Linked DNA regions of Xenopus tropicalis: region 2 is linked to region 1. A link is a contact called in public Hi-C data. All regions are on one chromosome and are shown on one strand. Each heading gives the region's core, a stretch centred on a gene start, on an enhancer-like site or on the middle of the called end of the contact. The rest is flanking DNA. Distances are from core to core; before and after follow the strand shown.

Region 1 (2,813 bases), core at 10-2,509:
ACTGATTTTTATTTTTTGTAGTGTTTCAGTTATTTAGCTTTTTGTTCAGCAGCTTTCCAGTTTGGAATTTCATCTGGTTGCTAGGGTCTTGATTACCTTAGCAACTTGGCAGTGCTTTAAATGAGAGACTAAAATATAAATAGGAGAGGGACCGAATAGAAAGATAAGTAATAAAAAGTAGCAATAATAATAATTGTAAGATCACAGAGCAATAGGTTTTGGCTGCCAGGGTCAGTGACCCCCATTTGAACGCTGAAAAGATGTAAAAGGGGAAGGCAAATCATTTCAAACTATACAAAATAAAAAATGAACACCAATTGCAAAGTTGCTACAATATACTAATAGTTACCACGGCTTTAACTGTGTAAATATTTTCATTGATTCTATTCATTCATATTTATTTTCCCTAATGCTGGGAACTGAGAACAAGTGTCTTAATGTGCCCATACACCTTCAGATCCGCTCGCTTGGCGATGTCGCCAAGCGAGCGGATCTTCTCCCAATATCCCCCACCTATGGGTGGGCGATATCAGGAGAATCCAGGCTAATTCGGTCGAATTTTAAAGACGGGATTAGGCAAAGTCGGTTTGGGGACCGCATCAACGAGCCGATGCGGTCCCCGATCCGACTAGATTTTTTAACCTGCCCGATCAATATCTGCCCGATTTCAGGCCAGATATCGGTTGGGCAGGCCCGTCGGTAGGTTTATGGTTAGAGCCGCAAATATTTTCAATTTCAGGCCCGTCGGTAGTGCCCATACACGGGCCGATAAGCTGCTGAATCGGTCTAAGGGGCCCATATCCGCAGCTAGAATCGGCACGTGTATGGGGACCTTTACCCTTATGATTGTGGTACTATGCCTGGTCATTAACAATATGCATTTCCAGCATTATTTGGAGTGCAGCCTTCATCATACTACTCATTCCCGGCCCAGGACGTTCCTTAATGAGCCCCCCCGCAGCTCAGATATTGTTGCCCTTTTGCTGAGGGGACCATACAGGTGGCGCGCAGACCTTCAAGCAGTAAAACAAGCTCCTAGAACATAATTAGCAAGACTGATTGTTTGAGTGGGGGGGTGGGATTAAAGAGTATCAATTATTGATTGTGGTGTAATTTAGCCAACTGCTGTTTGTCCAGCTGTGTCAGAACAAAAAGCCCCCTGAGATGTTATCACCTGTTATCAGTCTAAGTACACACAAGAGCAACCTACTTTTATGTCCCATTAGACACACAGTCAATAGGCCCCAAATCCCAGCAAAGCATTCACCTGGGCCCTTTCTGATGTATTGCAAGGTCAGCCGAGCCGCTCAGGCGAAACCTTACACCCAGGGGTCGGTGGGAAGGTCAACCAATTATGTGAAGTTCTACAAACACAACTGGAGATGTCCTATTTGGCTTTCCATGACAAACAGAACCTTAAACTGATGCCTTCAATGTTAGGTGGGAAGGTGTTAAACCCTGTTCATCCCTCGTGTGGACCATAAGATGTTTTTTTTATCAGGGCTAATTGCTTGAATTCCTTCCTCCAAAGAGATTAACGGTTAACGAATTAACGTATGGTCCATTGTTGGGTTGGGGGTCAGTTATGTAGATAACAAGTACAGAAATATGGCTGCTGCTATACAGGTAGAACATCTGCCCCAGAGGACAATGTTGGTCATATCCTGGGATCACAGCTCCAGAGGCCAATATTTCCATCACTCGCATACTGTATAGTATTTGGGTTCTGTTTAACCACCATTCTGCCCAAGTTTTTAGCTTTAAACGACAAGGGAAGGCCTTTGCTGTACATGGCCTCCAAAGATGGCGGCAGGGTTGTGTACAGGGGGCAGGACGGCATACTGGCCATAGGAGCATTGAGGACATCTTGTGTAGCATCTTCTCAGGTGGCCTGCTCTTGTGAGTAGATACTTTTAGAATGCAGCATAACTGCAAGTCACAGCTGTGATTTTTTTCACACAGGGGAGTGAAAACAGTTGCAGGTAGGGGGAAGATAAGAAACGGAATATTTATCCTTTTTGTGAGATAAGTCATTGAGAGAACTCTTTTCCTTGGTACAATAATGCAACCTTGTCCCTTGCATGGCCCCCCAGTTGCCTCCCCAGCACTCCAGACACCCCCGTGAACCCTCTTCCTACCACTAAATTCATCAGGAACTGGTACTGACAGGGGAGTAAGCCTACTTGTGAAGGGGTAGCCTATAGCCCAGGGAATGCTGGGACATTCAGGGGAATAGTGGGAGGAGAGAAGAACCAGGGAGGATCTTGGAATTAGTACCCAGCAAAAGGAAGACATTATCAGATACTCATAGGACCATGTTGAGGAGAGGAACCAACCAGAAAGGAGGGAGCTGCTTAGGTCACTGAATGAAAGAACCAGTCCATGTTCCTGTATGTTTAGATATATTAGAATAGAAATGTAACACATAGACCTGTGTATTAAAAGGTGAATAAAAAGTCCAGGAAAACACACTAAAGGTGTCACTTCTCCTACACGATTCTAAAACTTCAAACACAGGTTAACTTGCCCTTTAAAATTCGGTTGAAGAGATATACTATTTGGAACGAGGGACTGCGGTACAGCTAGTTGCTGTTAATGGAAACCCACAAAACAAGTTCAAGGAGTGCTTTTGAAACTGAAAGTTTTGTTTTCTAGGTTTCATGATATTAGCAGTTTTTACTCTACTAATATAAAGAATTTGGACAACACCACCACCTGCAAATTTTAGCCAATCCGACACAGTTGCCATAAAATTGAATTAGTGAGAAAAGGAAAGCCCTGTGGTGTTGCCAGTGTTGGACTAGGGTGTCTGG
Region 2 (2,709 bases), core at 32-2,531, 200 kb before region 1:
CAGTACAAGTGAGGGAATACAGGGGTAGGGGAGATAGCTCTCGGTACAAGTGAGGGAATACAGGGGTAGGGGAGATAGCTCTCAGTACAAGTGAGGGAATACAGGGGTAGGGGAGATAGCTCTCAGTACAAGTGAGGGAATACAGGGGTAGGGGAGATAGCTCTCGGTACAAGTGAGGGAATACAGGGGTATGGGAGATAGCTCTCAGTACAAGTGAGGGAATACAGGGGTATGGGAGATAGCTCTCAGTACAAGTGAGGGAATACAGGGGTAGGGGAGATAGCTCTCAGTACAAGTGAGGGAATACAGGGGTAGGGGAGATAGCTCTCAGTACAAGTGAGGGAATACTGGGGTAGGGGAGATAGCTCTCAGTACAAGTGAGGGAATACTGGGGTAGGGGAGATAGCTCTCAGTACAAGTGAGGGAATACAGGGGTATGGGGGATAGCTCTCAGTACAAGTGAGGGAATACAGGGGTAGGGGAGATAGCTCTCAGTACAAGTGAGGGAATACAGGGTTATGGGAGATAGCTCTCAGTACAAGTGAGGGAATACAGGGTTATGGGAGATAGCTCTCAGTACAAGTGAGGGAATACAGGGTTATGGGAGATAGCTCTTAGTACAAGTTGATCCAGGGACTGGTCCGATTGCCATCTTGGAGTCAGGAAGGAATTTTTTTTCCCTCTGCGGCAAATTAGAGGCTTCAGATGGGGTTTTTTTTTGCCTTCCTCTGGATCAACTAGCAGTTAGGCAGGTTATATATAGGCATTATGGTTGAACGTGATGGACGTACGTCTTTTTTCAACCTAACTTACTATGTTACTATATCAGTCTCTCATTCAAACCAGTGCCTGGTCCCTATGGGTTCAATATTCCTGGTTCTACTGCAGATAAAAGATAATAGCTGGTCCCTATGGTGGGATAGAAAAGCTTATACCAGTCAATGCTAGTAAATATAATAAGCCTCTAAGCCCCAAGAACACAAGCCTTATAAGCCAAGCTTATCCGGGCATTGTATAGGGCGGCAGGCAGCAGCCAAGTAATGAAGCCCATGTAGGCCCTTGTTTGTGGACAAGCTCTATCTGATCAGATTATCTTGTTAGTGACAGATAAAGTGCTTTCACGCTTCTCCATTGTGGTTTACTTTACACATTCAATCCAAGGTGGGCTCGTGAAGGATCTCGGAGGAAAGCAATTTGAAGACTTTAATGACTCTACTTAACAGCAATGCTGCAATTTGAGCCCCATTCAAAGACCAAGGTCTCCAAACTCCCAATGACCCTGCTGTGTTTGCACACTGGAAGCTTCCCATAGAAAACCGTAAGTTAATAAAGCCAAACACCTGTTAGGAAGTCTTAAACCAATGGAGGCCGAGGGCTGTAAAGCTAAATAGTGGGTAAATAATGACCATACAAGGCCCACTGACTGCCTGTATATTCTGCGCACCTTTCCAAGCATTATTCTTTCTGGAACAACAACTGCTTATCACATGAAACGACCAGGTAATTCACTATTTCACTGTTTGTGTTTCACACCTGTCACAATCCAGATTGTCTCTAAAGGTGGCAACACATTGGCCTGTTCCAAAGTGATCTCATTATTGAGGGACAAATTAAAGTGGCCACACACACAGCACTGATTCCCAAACCATATAATCTGTGTGTGTCTCGCCCCTTACAATGATTAGTTTGGCCAATATATGGTGCCATTGCAATAAAGTTGATCATCGAGAACATAAACCAGGGAGTCAGATGACTTTCATGGACTCACATTCCAAGAGCCTCAGTCAAGTCAACTCTATACTAGTACAACTGGGCCACAATACATTAGCATCTGGCTGACTGGTGTGGCCACCATTAACTTAATAGGGTAAGAGAGCAGAGAGAACATCAACCAAAGAGAAAATAACCTGTGATCAGATATTAGGAAAGTTTTTGGAAGACCATCTTGTTATTCTCAAATAACCATATCAAATTCTGTAGTTATGGTTTGCAGAAGTCCTCTATGGCATAACTATGGGCAGGCTGGTTGTGATTGGCTGCCTTTACTTCTTGAAGGGCTTGTGTTGCCTTCCCTCTAGAACAGAGGTTGTGAGACTTTTTCAGTTAAAGCCTCCCTTGGAGGTCCAACTTTTGGTCAAGGGTCAGCTTAGCTTACACATAGGATAAGGATACAGATATGGGCAAACCACTGCTGGATAATCAGAACAAACAAGAGTTCACCCTAACTGGCTAAGGACAAAAAACAGGCATTTAGCCTAGATTTTAATTGCTTTAGGGTAATCCCCCCTCTGCATGTCCCTCTAGTTGGCCAGCTCCAACATTTCCGAATCATTGCTCATTTCAACAAAGAATTGATAAAGTTCATATTACTACTTAACCCTGATCACCATGTTATCCCGTCTTCTTGTTAGACGTACTGGGACCACATCATGGGGTGATGGAAGAGGGTGACAAATTAATCCATATAAACTTTATTTAGTCCATTTAAAAAAAAAGTGCAGGAGGGCAGTGAGAATGGCTTTTTAAATGGACTAAATAAAGTTTATGGATGAACTTGCCGTCCTCCACCATCACCTCATGATGTGGTCCCAGTACGCCTAAATGGAGCTTGCAGTATTTCTGTTTTTGTGGCCAGAGTGAATATTTTGTATCATTGGGCAGAGAATCTTTTTTCACCCCCCCTATTATGATTGTGCTATTCTGTTTTCT

The links. Hi-C and Micro-C count contacts between places; a contact is called where the count stands out from the background.
Region 2: a Hi-C map of neurula embryo shows a contact between it and region 1, with 2.1 times the contacts expected there. The contact joins two enhancer-like sites. A contact is called at or near these places in 2 of 5 Hi-C or Micro-C datasets (neurula embryo and tailbud embryo).

Annotation. Positions count from the first base shown.
Region 1 is chr6:17,421,732-17,424,544 of UCB_Xtro_10.0, reverse strand. No RefSeq gene overlaps it. Among named protein-coding and RNA genes, the nearest start is that of nom1, 19 kb to the right of the region's middle. Within about 2 kb of position 1,259, at least 1 of the 11 cell types and tissues checked has an H3K27ac peak or open chromatin away from gene starts, as enhancers often do. A contact at or near this core is called in neurula embryo, where this site is marked.
Region 2 is chr6:17,621,038-17,623,746 of UCB_Xtro_10.0, reverse strand. All of the region lies in intron 19 of ube3c (ubiquitin protein ligase E3C), which reads right to left. Among named protein-coding and RNA genes, the nearest start is that of ube3c, 54 kb to the right of the region's middle. Within about 2 kb of position 1,281, at least 1 of the 11 cell types and tissues checked has an H3K27ac peak or open chromatin away from gene starts, as enhancers often do. A contact at or near this core is called in neurula embryo, where this site is marked.